Linked DNA regions of Anser cygnoides: region 2 is linked to region 1. A link is a contact called in public Hi-C data. All regions are on one chromosome and are shown on one strand. The core of a region is the stretch at or near the end of the contact, and the rest is flanking DNA. Distances in the headings are between cores, read along the strand shown.

The links. Hi-C and Micro-C count contacts between places; a contact is called where the count stands out from the background.
Region 2: a contact with region 1 is called in a Hi-C map of liver, with 2.7 times the contacts expected there. The contact joins the promoter of GALNT15 here to the enhancer-like site in region 1. A contact is called at or near these places in 4 of 7 Hi-C or Micro-C datasets (granulosa cells and liver).

Annotation. Positions count from the first base shown.
Region 1 is chr2:37,701,095-37,706,912 of Taihu_goose_T2T_genome, forward strand. No RefSeq gene overlaps it. Among named protein-coding and RNA genes, the nearest start is that of ANKRD28, 51 kb to the left of the region's middle. Within about 2 kb of position 2,102, at least 1 of the 3 cell types and tissues checked has open chromatin away from gene starts, as enhancers often do.
Region 2 is chr2:37,771,929-37,777,746 of Taihu_goose_T2T_genome, forward strand. It overlaps GALNT15 (polypeptide N-acetylgalactosaminyltransferase 15), which reads left to right and starts at 2,388. Exons shown (of 11, transcript XM_048070336.2): 1 at 2,388-2,581; 2 at 3,362-4,064. The coding sequence starts at 3,523.

The sequences.
Region 1 (5,818 bases), core at 852-3,351:
GTCCGTCCGGCTGCACAAGGGCTGCGCCGTCCAGCCGCTGGAGAAGCCCCCAGACGGGCTCCCTGGTGCTGGGAAGATGCTGAGACCTCTCTTGCACCAAAACCTGGCATTAAATAGGGTTAGTCGTTGGCTGTGGGGTGAGGAATCTCTTTGGCAGCACGTCTTCAAGATGGTGCTGTGAGGACTGCCTGCTGTTAACGCTGTGTTACACCCTTAGTGGTCCAGATCTGCGGAGATGTCGAAACGTCTGATTCCCACTGGTTTGGTGCCAGACACTATTTCCCTGTGATACATCTGTATGGGCAAATGACATAGCCAGTTATATTCATTCTAATTGAAGCTAGCATACAAGAGGCTCCGGGAATAAGTTCCCACTGTGAAAGCATACCGTATCATCACTTGAACGCTCACACTTTGCTGTGTCTGTGGAATCTGTGTATTTCATATAGCTGATGCCATGAGAGATGTGGGAGCCAACCCACTGAAACAGAGCAGAGGCCATTGGGATGGACTCTTACTGGGGCGGTGGGCAATGGGTGTGAGGTGTTAGGGAGCACTCAGCCCTGAGAAAGCTCATGGCAAGGGCTTAAATTGATGACACAAAGGATGGGGAGGCCTTCTAAGAAGGTTTGAGACTGTAAACTTCAGCTGCTTCCCATGTGATAGATACGCAAAGCGTAGAAGATTGCTTGCCTTGAAGATCACCTGGTCTTCATATGAACCAGTACAAAAGTCTCTTAGCTGCCTGGTGAATAGCCTTGGCGTGATCCCAAATCACGCAGGATTTGTAAGCAGATAGTCTGGAACATGGAACAGCCTTGCAGGCTGTCCAGAAGCAGGTCTATCACCGATGTGGCAGGGTTTGCCACGACTGCATCCACCCCGCACTGTGGTACATCCACACCTGCAGTCCAGCACATGGGGTCTCTTTCCCCGTGCCCATAAGTTTGGAGGCATGGTACCAGCACTGCTGCTGCTTCTTTGGGATGGGCTCCTTCAGGCACAGGTGCAGATGACACGTCCCTACAGAAAGCCACTCCTGCACCGAGTTTTGTTGGGGCTACCGGGCAAAACCCCTGCAGATAGAAGAGCTCTGCAGAACAGCTATGCTTTCTTAGAAGACCCTCAACCAAATGCCTCATTTTAAACAAACGGAGATGAATATGGAAAAGAAAAGGGGCCCCAGTGAATGGTATTTCCTGGGCTGAGGAACAACAAAGAAACCCAGAGTCTTAGACCTGTCCTTCAGGAGTTAAGAAATAATACTGGAAGAATAACAAAATTTTGGGGGTCCTGTTTAGGGAACTTGTTGTAGGATGGTTGCTGAAAAGGCTGTTTTTTGAGACTCCCAGCAGTGCACAATCCATCAACTGAACTGCTGTAAACTGCAGCCAGGGATCAGGACTGAGATGCGAAGAGCAGAAGTCACAGCAACTGCAGAAAAACGGCTTTAGTTCCAATAAATATGAAATTAATATTTGGGAAAAAATATAAAATTACAGGGCAGATTGTAGGCTCCATCCAATATCACGTGTTAAATTTACAAGTTAAGGATGCCAGCACAAGAAGAGTTTGGAGTGAGAAGCTGTAGAAGTTCTCATCTGTGCATTGAGTCTGTGGATTAAAATATAAAAGTTATTCTAGAAGAAGAAATATAGAAACCCTGAATGGTTTTCCTACACAAAACTACACTTTAGTAGTGGAAACTCCTTCAAACATACCATTCTGGAAACAAAGACACAAAATTTTATTAAAAAATAAGGAAAAAAAAAAAAGAGGGAGAGAGAGAAATTGCACTGGTCTTCCTGCGGTGGGCAATCTTTTCTTACCAAACTGCGAGATAATTTATTTAACAGAGAGGGGGACTCCACGCTAAAATCCCAGGCTCATTTCATTCATTCAGACCTCCCACCTTTTCCCCTGCAGCCTTGCTGGCCTGGCTTCCTGCACAACGATAACATTAACATCAACTTAAAACCTCACGTACATGACTTCAAGATACACTCGTGAACTCTGGAAGAAACAAACAGTCCTTACCACAGTGAAGTGTGGTGTCAGCAAATGTGAAAAGCACCAGTCCTGCTGGTAACAGTAGCTACGAAATAAATCCTGCGCAAACTGCCTTAGCGTTAAGGCTGCTGCTTTTGTAGTGGAGAGGCAGTGCCAAAGCAGATTGCATCAACGAGACAAATCAAACAGAGCAGCGAAATGATCTGCTAAATTAATAGTGCACTGTACTATTTTCACCATAGCAATTATCTACATTAATTCACCTTGGAAAGATAAACGCGGAGGGGCTGCCAAGGGATGCTGTCAGAAAGGAGGGAGAGGGAAGAAGAAGGGAGGACACGCTCACAGCCAAAGCAAGGTGGGCACACATGCTGGGCAGAAGGTGTTGCTTCACAGAGGGATCCAGCTGCAGAAATGGTAACTAAAAAGAGGATCTGGAAGCAGACACAATGCTGGAAGGAGGCTGGCTAGAGACAGAAATGAAGAGCACCAAAACCTCTTTGTAAAGCTGGGCTGAAGGGAAGTGGGAAAGGAAGAAAAAGCTCTTCACTTCATGGGTGCCTGCTGCTGGCCACCACATCTTCCCAGCATGGGAGCACATTTACCAGGACCTTTTTTTAACAGAAATATATTACGTACTGGGTATTTTGTCACCTGCCACTGCAATGCTGGCATTCCTGAAGTCAAGTGTAGCTTGTGATGCTCTCGTATTAGCTACATGTCATGATGTAGGACGCAATCCCAGAAAACAAGTATTGATGTTTGACCAGGATAATGGGTCACGGTGAAGGATTTTTAATGATCGTAAGTAGAAACAACCTCTGTTTTATAGCTTAGCTAAAAGAACCCTGTGAAACCAAACAGCCTATAATTACCTTTATAACAGCACCTACCAGTGCAATCACGCTGCTCAGGCTGCTCCCCTGTCCCCCGCCGGCAGAGTGCCAGCCCTCGCAGCGAACAAAGCAAAATTGCTTTCTTTCTCCCCAAATGGAAAATAAAATTACCCTGAAAAAGATGGAAGGCTAAAAGGGAAAGGAAAATTGAAAGATTTAAGGGGAGAGGACAGACAGAAGGGGAAAGAGGAAAATGACTACCGAGGACTATTTGTCTCGCTTCCTACTATTTTTGTGTGTTATGGCCCTATTTTGGGCTGCAGCGTTGTGAAAATTCCCTGCCCTTTTCCTACCTGCCATAAAACTGTGAGGACAGCCCGATGGGTGCTGCCAAAAGAGGCTCCCACCTCTGCTTTGACTTTTGCATTCAGCTGCGGTACACAGTTGTTTTTTCCCTTAGCAGATCTTTTGCAGGAGGGGTGTACGTTGGCTGCGCTGCTTCCAGCAAAGAAAGAACATCCAAAATCCATAACCACACAATAACATCTGGGCGAGGCTTGGCCAGCCGCGGATCTGGGAATGGATTTCAAACAAAGGCAGCAGGTTTTCCCTCACATATAACTTTTTTATTTGTTTTCACACTTACAATTCTCAGAAACGGTTCGACAGAAAGTCATGAAAATAAAGCGTAGTAAGCCCACATGGAGCCCAGGGCACAGAGCAAAGGGGGCGAGATTTATTAGAATTTTTCATGTAATAAAAGCATTTTAATTACTTGTATGTAGGAAGTGGCTTCTTCCTTCAGCTGGGGCAGACGGGGGCTTACTTCCTTGGGCCCTGCGTTGGGTGAAGCGGATGGACCATTTCCAGCAGGATCCCTGCCATCAGCGTGAGTTTCCCTGGAGCAGGGTGTAGGGCTTCGGTGCAAGATCAGGAGGATGTGATCCAGTGCAGTGGGATTCACTTGTGCCAAGTCTGGTTTTGCCCTGTTTTCTGAAAATGCACTAAAGAAAGCATTATGTGAAGTTATTTGTGGCGGAGGTTTGAACAGATACTATACATGTGCCAGGAATAAATGGGGGGGATTGGCTTCCAAGGCAGTCTACTCTTTTCTTCTTTTTTTTTTGAGAGCTGAGCTAAGGTAATACTGAAAATTCAAACCGATCCGAAAGATCAGCCCCTGTGGTTGGAGGATTTAAAAGCCATTTCTGCCAATATTGTCCTCCACAAAAGAAGTCTTGCTGGTAGGATGGATGCCAGCAGAGCACTGCCAAAAAGATAAGAAACACCTGCCTTCTCTGGTCCCTTCCTGCGGTGTGTGTTACTGCAGCAACACTGCAACAGCACTGCGGCAAGAGAGCGTGAAGCATGCTACATCTAGCTTGCTCCTGGGGAACAACAAATGTGGCTGTCACGGAGGACAAAGCCGAGTCTGGGTAACCACACTCCTGGCAATCACCAGCTGTGGCCCACTGCAGCTGAGAAATTTCCTTGTGGTCCAGAAATGTTGGACAGAAGGACCTTGTTTGTTGAATCTCTCTCTCATTCCAGCACTGGTTTTGGGTTTCTAGTATCAAGAAAGCACGGCATAGACCGCTACCAGGCTTAAGGAGGAAGGCAGCCATGCAGTACTCTGAAGCCCTTTGAGCACAGCATTTACTGTGCTTTGCCATGGGTACAAAACCAGCCAAAGGTAGTCAGAAAAGGCCATGCCTCGTGAGTGCACAGGCTGCTGCAGACAAACCTACAGCGATTCAGCGGCAGAGCCATGGTTAGATGTATGTCAAGACCGATGTATTTCTCTGTGGAGGCCTGGGAATTTTTCAAGACACATTCCAGTGAGTCCGTTTGAAAACTAAGTCAGAATTTGAAAATACTTCTTTTCATTGGCTTCCAAGCAAAAAACATCATGTCGTCCCTGTGCTGCAAGTGTTTAGGAAATCCACTCCACATCTGGACAATTAAACTGCCTGGAGATGCTCCAGCTCCGGGCTTTGAAGAAAACACTTTAAATGTTGAAAGAAAGCACTGATAAGCCAAAAATAGGGAGATGGGTGGGTTCTATCAAATGAAATCTTTCGTAAATCCAAGATCATGTACATATGTATTTAATTGCAGAAGCAGTTTCTGTTCTGCTTTGGATTGCATTAATCTGAAACACTTCCATTGCTCCTCACATTTACACTTTGAGATTCCACCCTGATGTGCTCTTTTTCTTTTCTTTTCTTTTTTTTTTTTAATTAATAGGATTTCAAACTGCTGAGATAACTTCCAGCAAGATAATTGTTGGCCTGTGCCACTACATACCATATTCTATCAGTTTATCTTTGAAAGGCTTAAAAAAACAGCACATTTCAGAGCTTTCCTCCCTGCGGGAAATGACTTTGCCCCATATTCCTTCCTGTCCCCTTTTTAAATTGCTCTTTTGGCTTCTCAGTTTTGCTGGAGGTTTGTGAGTGCTTGCTGTGGTGAGAACGTTTTTCCACTCTCTTCAGTGTGAAATTCCAGGTACAGTATTATGTCACATCAGATCTTTGTGAAAAAATGTATCTTGGCTCCAAGAGAAAAGATTAATGGAAAAATCATTCTAAACCTGCCAGGAAAATATTTTTTCCCCTTCAGCATGAAAACAAAGTGTAGAGTCAGCTGAGGGATCTAAGGATTAAAGGAAAAGTAATGTTCCCAGCTCTTCTTACCTCTCTCCCTGAATTATTTGAAAGTTCTTGGAGGAAATGGAACAAAATAAAGAAAAAACAACTTTGTTTATTCCTATATAACGAGGCCCCTTGTTACTGGTGTTTCACTTTGGTATAAACTCTAAGGTTGCTTTTACCAGCAGTGCTATTTTCAGCAATTACCTCTAGCAAAAAAAAAAAGCTTTAAAAATAATGGGATAATACAAAGCTATGCCTTTGGCTCCAGAGCCACTCCATCCTTTATCTGTCTAGCAGTCGCAGGAAGCTTCTAGTGCT
Region 2 (5,818 bases), core at 1,138-3,637, 71 kb after region 1:
TACTCTGGATACTCCTAATATGTTTGAAATGAATACCAAGACCTAGATTTGATTTCGTGTCCTAGCTCTCATCAATTAGTGAGCAAAATTTGCAACAGTGAAGGATGGTGAATGTTTTCTTCCTTACCAGTCAGAGGCACAAGCAAGCATTAGAGAATGGAGAAGTCGATATGACTTGACCTAGTATTTAAGGTTTCTTTACCTTCTACAACAGGGTCTGCCTGAGCAGGACTGGTTAGAAGCCTGTCTTTCACGATTTGCATGGGTTGCCCAGCAGGACAAACAACATGATATTGGCACTGGTCGATATTGACACTGGTCAATACTGGCGCTGGAGGCTGGCCCTTTCAGGAGCAGCTGCTGATCTATTTGGCACAGCTTGTAAGGTGTTTCTCTCCGGCTGCCCCTAGGTCTACCGTACGAACAGCAGTCCGAGGACAGCAACGTCTTTTGTGGACAGTCTGTTTTGTGGGCTACCTGTGTGAAGCAGCTCTTAGAGAGTGGAAGTGGAGAAGACAGCTCTACCCAGGCTTAGACACACTGTCTTCTTGACATGGCCTTCATTACTGCTGGGTAGGGAGCTGATAAGCAAGCGATGCTGTTCTTCAAGTGCAATTCAGAAAAAGACGTACCCTCCCAAACACTTAAAAGCTCACACATTGGAAAGTCAATCTCTCTTCTGTATGCTGGCAGTGGGAAACCACAGGACTCTCCTGGCTCGTTTTTAAGAGGTGAGACATACTTCTTGGCAGATGATGGTTTAGGAAGGCTCGTCTTGCAGCATTAGGGCTGGCTGAGGGAAACCTTCAAAGGAGAAGTCCATGCTGGACAGGGAGTAAGGTCTGCTGGAACAGTGCCATGTGGTATTTTATGCTTTTATACATATAATTTACTAGACTAGTCTCCAAACATCTTATTTCTGCAATTGTTTGCAGTTGTTCATTTCTTCTTCATTAAAATTGTAAGGATATATTCAAAGGTAAGATTCCATATGCATATATTTCAATAATAACATTACTGATCAGCTCTGTCCCAAAAGTAGCAAATATTTCTGTAAATTTGTTAATTGGATTTCATCTATAGCTGAAACCTAGTTGCATGAGAGATCCAGGTGGATTTGTTCAGCAACACAGAACACGCAAAGACAGAATTTATACAGCAGTTACCACTGCAGGCTAGAATTATCTTGATCAGAGTTGTTAAAGCATCCTGTTTTAATATTTTAGTCAGGGAAAAAAAATATTAATTAAATCAAAATACTTGGGTAGATCAGAAAAGAAGAAGGAAAAAACAAAACACAATACTACTTTCTCCTATTTAGTCCACACAAAATCTTCCTTAATTTCTCCTTTTCTTCCATATGCCTGGTATTAGGACTCCATGTAACCAAACATTTTGCAAGTCACTGGTGCCAGATTTTGCAGAATATCTCGGACAGGTCTCTTCATTTCCATTTCATTTTGTCTTTCTATGTCTGACACATATTGTTATTTAAATGAACGCTTTTGAACTCAGATTTTTTTAATGCAAATGTGTACTGCTTCCCTATTGAATTGAAAACATCAACACTTTTTTTTTCCCTATGAAAAGAAGGATAAAGAGCAATATTCTCAAGACAGAAGGTGGGTCGGGATGTTACTTTTCTGTGAATTTAAGCTAAAAAGGGAAGGCATGCACAATGGTGAAGTATCAAAATATTGGCTAAATCTTCCTTCTACCCAGGATATAGCAGTATTACATCATTTTAACAACAGCTGAGGTAGGGAAGGTGCCAAGGCACGGCAGACTGGTCTCTCTTGTTCAAGGCATTCTGTATAACACAGGGGAGTACACACAAGTGCCAGATGCTACGTGCCTCCAGCAACTGTAAGGTGCTCTCTCCAGTCCCTCCTTTTGAAACCAATTTAGTTGAAAAGTTGGTGTACCGTCCTTTTTAGCTTTAAGCAAAGAGGCTATAGGGAGGTAATGGGCAAGAAGGAAAGAAAGAATGAATGCCTGGCTCCCTTTAGAGTGTACTGCATTTATGTCTTCAGGTTTTTCTTTTACCTATAATGTCTAGAAATTTACTTTTTAACAAAAGGTGAATGCGGAAGTTCTCCAGTAGTCACATGCCTCCTAGAATTGGAGGTTGGAGCTTTTTGATCATCAAATGCTACAGAATATGGGGGGGGGGGGGGGGGGGGGGGGGGGAGAGAAAAAAAACCAACATATCCCATGTCCCCAGCATCAAAAAGGTTGGTAACACCTGAGTGTCTTCTATATTTGATCTCTGCCAGACCAAGAGGCATGTGATGCTGAAGCATGTGGACTGTCTCACCCTTTTCCCATTGGACAATCATCCGTCTTGCAGCAAAAAAATGCCACAGTCAGTGCCCACTAGCACCCTTGCCAGCAGCGTTAGCAAACAGACCTCAGAGACTGAGCTCCCCTTTTACTCACAAAAGTTGTTCTCTTTCAGCGTCAATAGTCGTTGTTCCAGCCCAGGCTTTCTACATGTTATTCCTGGACTATTGAAAACTTGAAGTGCTGCTCGCCGTGCAACACCAAATTTATGGATGAGGAGACAACTTCAGTCTGCCAGGTGATAATTTGGCATCCTTATGTCAGTGTTAAAATCCCTACAGCTGTAAATATTTATTGCAGATGAAATATACTCATATACTCCAGCTAGCACATTACCATATGAATAAATCTAACACTAAATAAATCATGCGCACTCCATCTTTTATTCAGTTTATGAAATTCTTGCTTCTCACTCTGAGCATTCTTAGCTTAATAAGGTTACTCAGAAGTCGGGTGATTCGTGGTATGCCTTGACTTGTTTTATAACACAGCATTTTGCTTCTTATATTTCTCCTCTGACAGCTTTTGCAAAGTTTTGATTTGATAGGACAAGAACAGTGAGGGCATTAGGACCAAGAGAAAGACGCACACATTGCTCTGTATTATGTCTGGCAAAGTGCTTCCTGACTGAGTGCTGTAGTTATGTGTGAAACAAAGTCAGGGACTGACTAGTTCTCTCATCTGTTGATCACAGTGAACTTGAAGCCTCAGAACGGGGGAAAGCTGTCAGATCTGCTTTCAGAGATAAGGCACATCAGACCAGGCAGCAACGGGAAACTTTGAAGAAGCAGGAAATACTCTGCAAGGAAGCTATAAGAAATGGATTTTCTTTTTAATTAGAATTTAGAAGGGAAAAAATCAAAACTTTAGCTACTTTTTTCATCAGCTAAACATGCTCTTTCCTAACTAAGCTGGGACTGTATAATAACGGATCTACTTTATCTCGCTGGATCCATGCTGCCTTTTACTACAGTAAGTGCAATATTAATAGGCATTTTTCTATTTTGTCTGTAAATAGAGAGGAGAGCATGAAACGGCATCAGTGAAATGTGAGGGGAACAGAAAATCCTCTTGGCAGATAGTGAAAACCAGTGCTTTGCTGCAACCCGAGGACTGGAATCTGAGCGATATCCAAGTGGTATTTAACATGACCATCTGTATCATTTTGTCACCAACAGTATGTTCTTGAGGAAGAAATGCAGATATGGATCACGTAAGCTGCAGTTTCTCTTGTTGCTGCTGATGCTGGGCTTTTTGCTACTGATGGTTACAACGCTGAATCCACCACCCAGCAACCAGAGCAAGGACGGGACTTTCCAGCCGGTGGAGTTCAACCCCCGGGAAGGGTATCAGATGGACTTTGCGGAGCCGCAGGAGATGCTGGACACCCAGGAGGAGAGCCAGCAGTACTACCCCTTGGACGGGCTGTCGCCGTTCATCTCCCTGCGGGAGGACGAGTTGATCGCGGCCGTCGTGTCGCCCGCCGGGCGAAGGAACCACAGCAAGGCCAGGAAGGGCTATCGCGTGGTGAAGCAGCAGAGCAGGCGGCCGGAGGCGAAGGAGGGGGACCCGGAGTCCCAGCTCGTACCCCTTCCTCTGCAGGACGGGCAGGGGGCTGCTGCGGGGCAGCGGCCGCTCGGCCTGGAAACCCACGGCTTTAACGAAGCGCTCAGCGAGCGGCTGTCTCTGCGCAGGGAGCTGCCTGAGGTACGACACCCGTTGTAAGTAAAACAGCCTATTTGATCTCGGGGAGAAAACCCGCACCTTCCCCTGACGCTGTCCCAAACCCCCGTGAACCTCTCCTCCCGTAAACCCTACGTCTCCCTAACCAAACTGTCCCCCCGCTTTGGGGCAACGCTTCAGGTGCCGCGGGAGCCGGGAGAGGCGAAAATCTGACGGGGGGGCAAAAATGGGGGGCGCCGGGGGCAGGGTGCGTGGGGGGGGGGGGGGGTTGCGGCTTTCTGGGGGCGCCAGGTCAGAAGGGGGAGGACGGGCTCCGGGCGATGTTTGCCGTTATAGGGCCCCGTTATCGGGCCCCCGTTATCGGGTCCCGTCACTCGGTCCCCGTCCCCTCACGGCGCCGCGGGCGGGCGGGCGGGCGGCAGCGCCGCCTGCTGGTGGCCCAGGGGGCTCCGGCCGCGGCAGGTGCCGGCAGGTCCTGAGGGGAGAGCGGGGGGCACGGCCCGGCCCCGCTGAGGGGAGGGGAAGGGCAGCGCCGTGAGGGAGCGCTGGGAGCAGAAGGGAGCGAGTGGCCACCCCGCCGCCTCGTCCTCGCTTGGGTTTGTGCCCCCGCTGCTGAAGGTGGTGGTGTTTGTGCTTGCTGCGCTAGGCAGGGCGTTGCCAGCAGGTCAGGGGAGGCGATCCTGCCCCCCCCTCCCAGCAGTGCTGGAGCCCTGTGTCCGGTTCTGCCCCCCAGGACATAGACATACCCAACAAAGGGCCACCAAGGGGATGAAGGGGCTGGAGCTCCTCTCCCATGAGGAAAGGCTGAGAGGGCTGGGACTGCTCAGCCAGGGGAAGAGGAGGTTCGGGGGGGACCTTATCAACATCTAACAAGTGCAAAGAAGAGCCAGGTTCTTTTTGGTGGTGCCCAGTGCTGGGACAATCAGAAATGGGAGCAAACTTGAATACAGGAGGTTCTGGCTGAACATAGGGAATGCATCTTTGCAGTGCAGGTGGCAGAGCACTGGCACAGGTTTGTGGGGTCCCCCCCTTGGAGATCTTCAGAAGCCACCTGGACATGGTCCTGGGCAAGCTGCTGTAGGTGTCCCTGCTTGAGCAGGGGTTTGGGCCGGCCGAGCTCCAACCTCAACCACTCCGTCATCCTGTGAAAGGAAACTCCCGGGAGGGAGGCAGGAAGGTGCAGATCAGGGTGTCTGACCGGCCTTGCCAAACAGCACCATAACGAGCAGCAGCCACGCTGCAAGGCCACATCAAAGAAGCTTTGCATCTGAAGTCCTACATGTTGCATTTGAAATGCTGTGTGTTGTGTTTGAAGCTCCACATACTGCATTTGAAGCTTCATGTGTTGCATTTGATGCCTCATGCATTGCATTTGAAGCCCCACGTGTTGTGTTTGAAGCCCCACGTACTGTGTTTAGAGCCTGGAGACTTGTGAACCAGTTATTCCTGCAGCCCAGGAGGAGCAGTTCATCCTACTTTAAAAGGGGCTGAGGAGTATCTATGCTCCCCTGCCCACTGGAGAAGGAATAAGATGCAGGTGGCTATCTTTCTTTCTTGCCTTCTGTAACAAAAGCGATTGCAGCTTTCCCCTAGGACACAATGGAAAGATGTGCCAGAAAACATTTTAAGACAGAATTTATATAATCATTTTTCTAGCAGTCATTTTCCCATGTCTAAAACCAGATGGTGGTGCTAAATTACGAGCACAGTCTTAAGGAAAGAGAAATGAAAGACAGGGACTGTTTTCTACATTCACTGACTAGATTCAGTGTTAATTTGAATAATTCCATTG